Linked DNA regions of Mus musculus: region 2 is linked to region 1. A link is a contact called in public HiChIP or PLAC-seq data. All regions are on one chromosome and are shown on one strand. Each heading gives the region's core, a stretch centred on a gene start, on an enhancer-like site or on the middle of the called end of the contact. The rest is flanking DNA. Distances are from core to core; before and after follow the strand shown.

Region 1 (6,116 bases), core at 1,401-3,900:
TTTTTGTTTTTGTTTGTGTGTGTGTGTGTTTTTAATAGGGTTTTTTTGTGTAGCCCTGGCTGTCCTGGAACTCACTCTGTAGACCAGGCTGACCTTGAATTCAGAAATCCACCTGCCTCTGCCTCCCAAGTGTTGGGATTAAAGGCGTGTGCCACCACTGCCCGGCGAGAGATAATTTTCTTAAGTTGCTCATACTCATGGCAGCAACTCTAATTTAAAAAAAAATTTTTTTTTAATTCAAGACAAAGTTTCTCTGTGTAGCCCTGGCTATCCTGGAATTCGCTCTATAAACCAAGCTCGCCTCAAACTCAGATCCACCTGCGTTTGCCTCCAAAATACTGAGATAACAGGTGTGCATCAGCACTGCTAATAAAATTTAGTTGGTCAAACACACAAAGACGTGAGAGGAGGTGGGGCTTGGGAGGAGGCGGGGCTTGGGAGGAGACGGGGCTTGGGAGGAGGAGGGGCTTGTTGGAAAGAGAAAGAGGCTCATTGGGAGTGGGAGGGTAACAGAGGTTGAAAAGGACCAAAATATAGTATGCACATGTAGAAATTTGTCAACGGATAATAAACACTCACTTTAAAAAGTAAAGAAACAAGAAAAGAGGGACAAAATTGAGCTGTGAGCAAAACAGAAAGAGAGCAAAGATTTCTGCCATCGGGAGGATGGCGCACCTTTATTGACATAATTTTAGGTTGCGGAGGTAATGTCCAGAAAACGACTCCTCCTATGCTACATTGATAATACTGAAGGTCCCCTTGATATTAGGAAAACAGTTAGCATTTAGTCTCAGCTCCCGGAGAAACAGGCATCTTTTGATATGGTTGTGGTTTGCTGGAGCTGGGAAATTTGACAGAAGTAAAATAAAATTAAAGAAAAAAAAATCTGTGTATAAAAGTAGCTAGCTGACCCAGTATTAGTAATATACACGACTTAAAGGTAGAAGAAAAAAATGGTTCTTTTCATCATTCATTCTGATAAAACTCTCAACCTACACCTTCTTACCCTGTTACTTTTTTTCCAGTAATTTACAAAGAGAAACTTTTAAGCCTGCTCTCACTGGCACTTAGCTGTCCATCACTCAGCGTTGTGAAGTGGGTTTTTGAATTGTCCTTTTTGCTTTTGCCTTTGTTTTTGTCTCTAGACCCATCCCTGGATATGGGCCAGACCTTGATAGTTTTTAAACCTCTCATTTAAAGACTTTCGTTGACACCTTTGATGTTACACAGCATGACACACACTCTGTGCCCATAACTTCCCAGTAAGACAACACAAAGATTATGCATTTATCTATTAGAAGTAAGATGTACATCGCAGTCTTCAAAACTACTATAATTCTTTAGCGCATACATGAAATAAACTTCAGATTTTCAGGCATTTTTAAAAGGTACATTTATTTTTATGTCTGTGTGCTTTGCCTGCCTGTATGTCTGTGCACTATGTGTGTACAGTGCCCTGGGAGACTAGAAGAAAGTACTGGATCTCCTGGAACTAGAGTTAGAGAAGGTTGTAGCCCCATGTGGGTGGTGGGAAATGAACCTAGGTCCTCTGGAAGAACACCCAGTGCTCCTAACCATTGAGTCAGCTCCCCAGGCACTGCAGACTAATTTTTGACAGTCAGCTAACACTTTTAAAACGATCTGACTAGTTCAGTGGTTAAGAGCACTGACTGCTCTTCTGAAGGTCCTGAGTTCAAATCCTAGCAACCACATGGTGGCTCACAACCATCTGTAATGAGATCTGATTCCCTCCTCTGGAGTGTAAGTACACTACAGTATACTTACATATAATAAATAAATAAATAAATAAATAAATAAATAAATAAATAAATAAATCTTTTAAAACGATCTGACTGTCCTAGATTGTTTGCTCGGTAGGAATTTTACACACATTGCTTATGCTAGCAGTAACTGTAGAGCTGAGAAGTACTGTCCTTCTCTAAGATGCGTGATGAGAACCACCAATAATGTGGTAAAACTTACAACCGGGGGCTGGAGAGATGGCTCAGTGGTTAAGAGCACGGACTGTTCTTCCAGAGGTCCTGAGTTCAATTCCCAGCAACCACATGGTGGCTCACAGCCATCTGCAATAAGATCTGATGCCCTCTTCTGGTGTGTCTGGAGACAGCTATATTGTACTCATATACTTTAAATAAATAAATAAATAAATAAATAAATAAATAAATCTTTAAAACAAAACAAAACAAAAACCTTTATAAGCCGCAGATGTCAGCCCATAAACTTTTCTGGGCTTGTGGACTGGGTGTCGAGTTTCTTCTGAGAGTTTATAGGATGGATCAATAAATATAACATCAAATAATTGGTTTACAGAATTTTTTCCAACACAGAAAGAATTCTGGAGTAGCACCCACCTCTCTCCTCACTAACAGCCTGCAGGCCTCAGCAAACTTTAGATGATTAGCACCAAAAAAATAACCAGGCTTTCCCTAAACTGAAGGCCGAGAAAATACGTGTTTGAGGCCACCACAGTGAGCATGAATTCTGACTCTGACATAACCTCGCTTGGCTGTGCATATAGCCAGGTGGGGCGGGGAGCCCTGTGGAGCGCAGACTACATAGCCATACTACACAGCACCACCAACGCTGTTTCTTCCGCGGCTCCAGTGTGTACGTGTGTCCACCCATCTCCTGTCACCCGATGCTCGCTGCCAGATGGAAAGGAAGCAGAGTTTGGTTTGTGAACTTGGCTAGCAGATTTCCTGAGGCACAGTGCCTCTTCTCCCACGCCACCCTCTCGGCCTTTTCTTCGTACTGTTTACATGCCAGATATTAAAAGGCTAACCATAACACGCTCTCCCCATAGAACAGCAGGAAATACAATAGCTTATCTTCCCTCTTGGCAAATTCCATGGCAGGATGCCAACTTGAAAGGCTTCTCTTGATCTCGATTCTCACATGCTCTCAACCGTTTATTTTCCTTGGCTTGAGGAGATAGGTCAGTGGATAGAGCCCCTTTCCCACAAGTATGAGAACTCCTATCGGATGCCCCCAAACCCATGTAAGTGCCAGATGGGCATGTCTGCCATTTGTAATTGCAACCTGGGAAACTAATGGAAAGAGGGGATCCCCAGAACAAGACGGCTATCTAGATTACCCTTATCCCCGAACTCTGGGTGCAGCTAAGAGAACCTACCTCAGTGACTAAGGTGGGAAGTTACTAAGGAAAAATCTCTGTTAGCCTCAGAACTCTACACTCAACACACACTCATGTGAGCACATGCATGTGTGCCTACACAAATCTAAACGTGTACAATATTACACACACACACACACAGAGAGAGAGAGAGAGAGAGAGAGAGAGAGAGAGAGAGAGAGAGGCACACAAACTTTTATTTGTCCTAAATCAGTCATGATGCTGTGTGTCTGTGATCCCGTAACTCAGGAAGTGGAGGCAGGAAGACCAAGAGTTCAAAGTTATCCTTGGCTATATCAAGGGTTGGAGGCCAGGTTAGGTTATAAGACCCTGTCTCCAAAAGAAAGGGTTCATTGGTGGTACCTTAAAGGTTAGTTGCAATATGAAATCTGAAGTGATAGCCATGCAATGAACTTTCTATACCTTATCCCATTTAAACTCATTGGTCTATCATTTACCCTGTAAAGACTGCCTTGTTCTTCTTATAAGATTGGTCCTAGCAGCTTGCCTTACATACCAACAGATGCACTTACTACTGTAGAGAACGTGTTCCCCAAAGTCAAATTCAAATGAAATTCAAAGTCAAATTTGGCAAGATGTCTTTTAAAAGTAAGATATCAAAATTTTTCTCACATTTGCACCCAAGTGATCATCCACATGAGTCGCCTTGAATCTGAAAGATGCATATATAGCTAAGTATTGCCTGTTATTTCTTTAGATATCAGAATTCTCTCCACTACCATGCACCTGTTTATACTGATGGAATGCAGAACGCCTAGCCCCTTTAGCTGTTCCTACATACCACTGGAAAATGGGTCTGAGGTTACCAGAGTGGTACTCAACCTTAAAGGGTAGTGTAGAATTAAGGTAGGGCCTTGAGGCACCTGTGTGATTCCGTGACAGGAGGGGGAAAGGGCAGAAGGATGAAATGCTAAACAACAAGAAAGAGCATGCAAAGCAGGCGCCTCTGGAGGGCGTTCTTTTAGAATTGAGCAATAGTAGTCACTGGGACTAACTAGGGAGATGGCGCTGCAGTTAAGAGCACATACTGCTCTTGCGTAGGTCTTAACGCCAGCACCTACAATTTATCAATGGGATGGCTTACAAACGTAACTCCAGCTCCAGGGGATCCAATACTCACTTCTGGCCTCCAAAGGCATTTACACTCAGATATCAACATACCCCCACATAGGGCTGGAGACATGACTCAGTGGTTAAGAGTACTGGCTGCTCTTCCAGAGATCCTGAGTTCAATTCCTAGCAACCACATGGTGGCTCACAACCATCTGTAATGGGATTCGATGCCCTCTTCTGCTGTGTATGAAGACAGTACAGTGTACTCATCATATATATATAATAAAAGATAAATCTTTAAAAAATAATAAAATAATTCTTGATTTGGACATTAGGATTTGGGGGTTTTAACAAAGACTAAGAGTGTGTGTGGTAGACATCTTTGAACCCCAGCACTCAAAAAACAGAAGCAGGTAGATCTCTGAAAGTTCAAGGCCAGCCTGGTCAACATAATGAGTTCCAGCCTCACCCACCAGGGCTACACAGTGAGACCTCGTCTCAGAAAAACAACAACAAAGGACTAGAACTTTGTGGTTTGTTTATTAATATTTTATTTATTAATATTTAACACTTACTAAGTTTTTCTCCAAATGCAGAAATATTGTATTCTGAGAAAGTTGAGAAGACCTAAGAATGGAGAAAGTAAAAGTAAACTGGAGAGAAGCCATCATTGTTACTCTTATTCTTTCTTCTACCTTCTCTTGGTTTCAGATGCACTATCAAAGCTAGGGTGTCTTGGTCCTTGTACATTTAATTTTTTTCATTAAACTAATAAAATTTATTTTGAAATATACAACTCAGTATTGATATTTTTAAGTTCATCAAAACAATTTGTAATAGTTAAATGTCTCTTAAATATATATGATATCTTCTGAAGCTAAAAGTAATATGCACTCAACCAGTTTTTAAAAATCTATTTGGAACGTTAAACATGACAGAAGTAGAAAACCATCCCTATGAAAGAAAATTGAGACAAGCTCCTGATTAGACAGAAACCGTTCCATCTCCAAGGGAGAACACTCAGTATAACTGTGACTTCATAGAATGAACTGGGTAGTGTTCCTTCTGTTTCTACTTTGTGGAATAGTTTGAAGAGTATTGGTATTAGGTCTTCTTTGAATGTCTGAAAGAACTCTGCACTAAACCCATCCTTGCTTTTTTTTGGTTGGGAGACTATTAATGACAGTTTCTATTTCTTTAAGGGTTATGGAACTGTTTAGATGGTTTATCTGAGCCTGATTTAACTTTGGTACTTGGTATCTATCTAGAAAATTGTCCATTTCATCCAGATTTTCCAGTTTTATTGAACATAAGCTTTTGTAGTGGAATTTGATGATTTTTCTAATTTCCTCAGTTTCTGTTGTTATATCTCCTTTTTCATTTCTCATTTTGTTAATTTGTATACTGTCTATCTGCCCTCTGGTTAGTATGGCTAAGGGTTTATCTATCTTGTTGATTTTCTCAAAGAACCAGCTCCTGGTTTTGTTGATTCTTTGTATAGTTCCTTTTGTTTCTACTTGGTTGATTTTGGCCCTGAGTTTGATTATTTCCTGCCATCTATTCCTCTTGGGTATATTTGTTTCTTTTTGTTCTAGAGTTTTCAGGTGTCCTATCAGGCTGCTAGTGTATGCTTTCTCCAATTTCTTTTTGGAAGCACTCAGAGCTGAGTTTTCCTCTTAACACTGCTTTCATTGTATCCCATAAGTTTGGGTATATTGTACCTTCATTTCCATTAAATTCTAAAAAGCCATGCTGGAGTGTTAGCTCAGTGGGTAAGAGTGCTGACTGTGGTTCTAAAGGACCCTGGTTCAAGTCCCAGCAACTGCTTGATGGCTCACAGCTGTCTAAAATGTTATTTGCCAGGCAGTGGTGGCACATGCCTCTAATC
Region 2 (6,116 bases), core at 2,300-4,799, 240 kb before region 1:
CTCGAACTCAGGTCTTCATGCTTTCAAGGCAGGTTGAGCTATCTCCCTGGCCCACTCTAAGATGTCCTGGCACATTGTTTGATCTCTTAGTGATGTGCTTTCTTTTATAAAACACGTTTTTATACAAAAACTGGATTCTACATTTCTAGCAGTAAAGTGTGGAGCAAACACTCCTCAGTTACCTTCAAACTGGTCGAACAAGGTACTTGTTACCGAAGAAACAAACTTTTTATCTTCTTGGGACCACAGATGGGCTGGCTCACCCTCTGAGGTTCTTTCTTAACTTAGCCGTCACTCTACTTGTATCTAGAGGAGTATTCAGAAGCGGAGCCAGAATCAACTCTTCAAGCCCTGACTCCATCCCTCTCCCACATGGCGCTCGAGGGGTTTTCCTGGCCCATTGACCTGTGGGACATGGGATTTCAGCCAGGTCCAGTCCTGGAAAGGAGGAAGTCAAAGAACACTAGCTTTTTATAGGGCGCCATCAAAGAGCTCACAAAGACATGCTGTGCTCAAAAGGGTCCCACTGTCTCTAACGCTTAGGCTGTCCTCTCCTGGAGACCTCCTGGAGAATGTTAAAATGTTTAGAGGGGAAATTGTATAGCAGTTCTCTTTATATTTTTTATGTTTTCTTATTTTATTCATACATATGTAAACCTGTGTACCATGCGAATTGAAGAGCATGTGGAGGTCAGAAGATGGCATTAGGTCACCTGAAATCGGAGTTATAGGAAGTTATGAGGCACCTGATGAAGGCACTAGGAACTGAGCCTGGTTCTTCTGTAAGAGCAGTAAGCATTCCTAACCACTGAGCCATCTCTAGCCACTATATAGCTGTTCTCTTGATGAAAACTCAGGCCACTAATTTCCCAAAGGCAATAATACGCTTGCCATCTCTCCCACTCTGACTTCTGACATTTTTATATAGTAGCCTTTAAGCCAGTGTTATGGCCATTTCACTGGTGCAGGAGAAGCAGCCAAAAATACTGTGGATCATGGTCTCCAAAATTAGCCCCTGTGCACTGACAAGAATGAGGGGGATTTGCCAAGAATAGTAATGTTTAAAATACAAATGGAGACAACTACAGTTCAAAGGAATTTATTTAGGGGTGGGGAGCATCCTCAGTTAGTTTGATTGTCTACTTGACACTACATAAAATGTCTTAGTTTCTATAGCTGTGGTAAAATATCATGACCAAAAGCCCAACTTTGGGAAGAAAATGTTTACTTCTGAGTTATACTTCCACATCACAGGCCTTCATCACAGCAAGTCAAGGTAGGAACTCAAGCAGGGCAGGAACCTGGAGGCAGGAACTTAAAAAAAAAAAAGCCATTGAGGAGGGCATCTTACTGGTTTGCTCTCCAAGCCTCGCTCAGCCTAATTTCTTATGCAAACCAGAACTACAAAACCCATAAATTATCAATTAAGAAAATGCACTATAGACTTGCCTTCAGGCCAACACAGTAGGGACATTGTCTCAACTGAGGTCTGTTATAAATAAATAAACAAACAAAACCTCTAGTTTGTGTCAAAATGAAACTAGCAAACACACTAGACTCACCTGGGAAGAGGGTTGAAAAGTTGCCTTGATCAAATTTATCTGTAACCATGTGTGGTGGTTTGAATAAAAATGATCCCTATTGGCCCATATATTTGAAAGCTTAGTCACCAGGGAGTAGTATTATTTGAATGGATTAGAAGGATTAGGAGGTATAGCCTTGTTGGAGTAGGTATGGCTTTGTTGGAGGAAGTTTGTCCCTGCAGGTGGGCTTTGAGGTTTCTAAATCCCATGCTATAGGCCAGGTTCCCTTTTGCTGCTTGTGGGTCAGGATGTAGAATTCTCAGCTACTGCTCCAGCACCATGCCTATGTGCATCCATGATGCCACAATGATAATGGGCCAACCTCTGAAATAGTAAACAGGCCTACAATTAAATCTTGCCTTTTATAAAAGTCGCTTTGGTCATAGTGTCTCTTCACAGCAGTAGAACAGTAGTAATTAAGACACCATGTCTGTGAAAAACTATCTGGATTGATGACTGACGTGGGAGGACACAGCCCATTGTGAGAAGGTAGGCCTAGGCTGTATGTGAAAGCTAGCTGAGCATGTGCCCATGAGTAAGCCGGTAAGCCACTGGGGATTGGTCTGGTGCTATGTATACAGATGCTAAATTCTGAACCCCAAGAGCTGATTGCTGTCCAGAGGAGTGCATTTTCATATACACTGACCTTTGCTGTGTAAACCTTGCTCCCCAATTTAGAGTTGATTGGTTAATAATAAAAAACAAAACAAATTAACTAACAAACAAAACCAGCCAATAATTGGGCAGAAGAGAAGTAGATGAGATTGGCGTTCCCAAGCTTGGGGTCAGAGGTGGAGCCATGAAGGAGAAAAAAATAAAAAGAGAAGAGAAGAAATGGGAGAAAGAGAGGATGCAGAGAAAAACTGTTTGGTTTTGGAACCCTGGACAAGGGACTGAGGTGCATATTTTACACATCAAAGCAGACCTAGCCTCAAGGTTCTTCCAGCATCCCTCAGTCCCTACCTGGCATACTCTGCCCCCCAGCCCTAAACTTTCCAGCACAAGGGCTAGGCTGCCCTTCCCCCAGAGGCTCTTCCCTATGTAATCCAGACATTTTGCTTTCTCCTCTCTCCCTCCTTTTCCTTCTCTCTCTTCCGTCTCTGCACTCTGTCGCCCTTTCTTTATTTCTCTTCCCCTTCCCCCCTCCCCATAGTGATTTCCCTGGCAGAGGTCCTTGGGGCCAGTGAACTAGTCCAACAGCAGCTTCCCAATAAATCTGCCTTTAATATATAATCTAATCTGACTTGAATTGGTTCTTTTCATTGGCAATGGAGAAATAACCTATCAGGAATGTAGCCTGATGGAGTGGATTCAGCCCAGTCAGGACAAATGACAAATACTGGCAAAGAACTTGGGGTGTGTAGCTGGGAGGTGGCCAGACTGGCTTAGAAAATTAGTTTAAAGGTACCTGCCCAATTATTATGCTTTTAAGCTCATTTGAATAAATCCTTAGATCTCTCTCAATTCCTTGGGAACTAGCTGAGTTAGAAAACTATACAAGATATTAATTATTCCACCACAATAAACAGCACTTCTCCACGGTTTCCTCTCTAAGCTCCTGCCCTGAGTTCGTGCTCTGGCTGGCTTCCCTTGATGATGGACAGTGTAAGATGAAAAAAACCCTTTCCTCCCTAAATTGCTTTTGGTCACCATAGTTATCAAAACGACAGAAAGCAAACTAAGGCAGCAAGTTGAAGGTGATAGGGTCACTTGGTGGAAATGCCAGCAGGCCACTAAGGACACAGACGCTTTCTGTAGCTTCACCCAGGATGGAGGGCTGACAACTTAGCAAGAACATCACCAGAAAAGAAGACCAACCTTTCAGATACCTTAAGATAGAAATCCCAGGTTCCAGAACTGTGACACAATGCATTTCTGATATGTGAATCATCTTATTGTGGAGTTTTGTCACTCAAGCAGAAAGATAAACTGCCCATCCCTTCAAGCACAGCTTCAGGGTCCACCCTGACACATCACACTACTTTGCCTTATCGTGGCTCACTCCTTTGGTGGAATGCACCCTACCGCACCCACCTTTGTCTGGCTTGGTAAACAATTACCCATCTTTCTTTGAGATTTAGCAAGGGCATCCCTTCTAGTGCGAGTCTTACAGAGAACATCCCTTTCAAATGCACGACTGAGCTCTTCCTCCTACTCTGTGACTAGCACTCCTGTCATAGGACATGAAACTGTCAGGACTAGTAGATCATCTGCCCTTGGACCATTCTTAACCTCTGCTTAGTAATGGCACTGCCTGGGTAACTTTAAAGAGAACTATCACGAGCAGCATCTACCCCTGAGATCTGAAGCCAGTAGATACCCCAGTATGGCTCATGTGCAGTCAAGGACGAGGACCACTGTGTGAGGCAAAGCTCACAAAGGTTAGACAGTTGTCCAATAGGTAGGCAGTGCTCCCAAGATATAAAGTGCTCCCAGAGAATAGAAGTGACCCTGAAGGATAGATAATGTTCCCATGGTTTGGGCAGTACTCTGAAGAGATAGGCTGTGCTCCCAAAAGGTAGGTAGTGCTCCCATAGTATAGTCAGTCTTCTCAAGGTGTAGGTAGTGTTCCCAAAGAATAGACAATATCCCCAAAGAGTAGACAATGCTCCAAAGGAAGGGATTTCTGAGTTAATCTATTATTTGCCCTTATCATGAACAGAGGTCAGTTGTGAGGACGAAGTGAATAGGGATTGGGTGAACTGCACGAAGAAGCCCAGGTCTTCTATCCCTTCTATTTCCCACAACCTTTTGGAAAAGGCAGATTTGGGGTTTTTTAGCGCATTAGGCTGAGATCACTCCAAGCTAAGGAAAAGGGAGCATGTTAGTAGTTCTTTAAAACAAACACACAGCCAGGAGCTCATTTTAAATCTCATTTTCCTTCATTCAAATATTTAGAGCAATCTTTCCTCTTCTGAACACAGGACGGCGTGGGAAGGTCGCTTGTCAGCCTGACACTTCTGCTCCCTGTCCCTGTGTTTTCCCTTGAGGAATTCCAAAAAGGAAGCACAATGCTATCTTTAAGTGTTCCCAGTATTTACACCCAACCTTCCCTTGGAAAATGGAGTATGGGAAGATTCCAGGCTTGCTTTTCTTCCAGCATTTCTTCCCGAATCCCAAGTCTCTTCAAAATTCTTTCTCCTCCTAGTATATGATATACTGAACAGGACTTCATGGTTTTCATTTGTCCTATGGACAAAAATGAATGCATACTCTCTACTCACAATTCAGAAAAATGTTTTTTTTTTAGTGTTCTTAAGGGCTAGAGAGACCCCAGTGACATCACCAGAACCCATATAAAGTGAGCCAGACATGGTAGTGTATGCTTCCGATACCAGCACGCTTGAGGTGTGAAACAGTAGCTCCCTGGGGCTTAATGCCCAAACAGCCTCATCCAGTCAGTGATTTCTGGGTCATTTGTGTTCCTTTCTCAAAAAATAAAATAAAAAGGTAGACTGTGGCCTCGGGTCTCCATATGTGTGCACACACCAAAAGAACATTAAAAAGAACAATTGGCGGGACAGTGGTGGCGCTTACTTTTTTAATTCCAGCACTCAGGAGGCAGAGGCTGGTGGATCTCTGAGTTTGAGGCCGGCCTGGTGTGCAGAGCGAGTTCTGAGACAGTCGAAGTTACACAGAGGAGCCCTATCTTCAAAAATAAACCAAAACATTGATAATTGTACTGTGACTAATCAACTATTGATGTTTTAATAAACTTTGTTATAAATGATGTATCTATAGAATGAAAAGTTTGCCATTGATGTCTGTCCTGCATAGGTGTGCATGAGAGAGACAGAACACACAGTGTGGTGAGGTGCCTGGCCATAGTACTGTGCAAACTCACTTCTTTATATATCCGTAAGACGAAATCCCAACCCAATAATGCATTCGACTGAAGGAGTGTCTAACGATTTGGATGAGATGGTCAAGAACTTTTCATAGCTTTTTTTAAAGCATGTGAACACATAGCAGGGGAAAAATGTATTCAAGGTGTCAGGAAATTTTAAAAACAGCGCATTACTGTTCTGTTGCTGCTGGTGCCAAAGACTCAATTGCTAACTTTGAAGGAAGGGTTGGAAAGCCACAACCCACAGGCCAAATCCAGCCACGCTATGTCAGAGAAACGCCCACATCAGCTCCTGCCTTCCACAGCAAAGCCACATGCTTGTTCTGGGGAGGCCTTGTGGTTCACATAGATGAAAATATTTACAGCCTGTTTCTTCATCAGGAGAGAAAAGGAAATTATTGATCTCTGACCCAGAGAAATTCTTTGCAGTTACCAGGGACTCTCAAGTGTAGGGTTTCTGTTTGGGTTTGTTGTTCATTTTAGCTGACTAGGAACTGCATACTCGGGAGACAAGAGGGTAGAGGGGAGTCCACACAACTCTGCTGAATGTATAGAAGGTCACCTCAGATTTGAGATTGGCTATAAGAGGCAGAGGGGTTAGGCTCCTTAGATATTAGATCAATGGCCTCCACCATCACTCCTGTCTTCCATACCCAGAGTCCTTCCATACCCTCTATCCATCACCT

Evidence for each region. HiChIP or PLAC-seq counts read pairs in DNA pulled down with a chosen protein or histone mark.
Region 2: an HNF4G HiChIP or PLAC-seq map of pancreatic cancer cells shows a contact between it and region 1. The contact joins two enhancer-like sites. A contact is called at or near these places in 1 of 15 datasets of contacts at CTCF or cohesin (large pre-B cells), 6 of 484 Hi-C or Micro-C datasets (bone marrow-derived macrophages and embryonic stem cells) and 3 of 115 datasets of contacts at active chromatin or transcription factors (embryonic basal ganglia, extraembryonic endoderm stem cells and pancreatic cancer cells).

The regions. Positions count from the first base shown.
Region 1 is chr17:42,972,280-42,978,395 of GRCm38.p6, reverse strand. No RefSeq gene overlaps it. Among named protein-coding and RNA genes, the nearest start is that of Tnfrsf21, 41 kb to the left of the region's middle. Within about 2 kb of position 2,650, at least 10 of the 459 cell types and tissues checked have an H3K27ac peak or open chromatin away from gene starts, as enhancers often do. A contact at or near this core is called in pancreatic cancer cells, where this site is marked.
Region 2 is chr17:43,217,359-43,223,474 of GRCm38.p6, reverse strand. No RefSeq gene overlaps it. Among named protein-coding and RNA genes, the nearest start is that of Adgrf1, 50 kb to the left of the region's middle. Within about 2 kb of position 3,549, at least 8 of the 459 cell types and tissues checked have an H3K27ac peak or open chromatin away from gene starts, as enhancers often do. A contact at or near this core is called in pancreatic cancer cells, where this site is marked.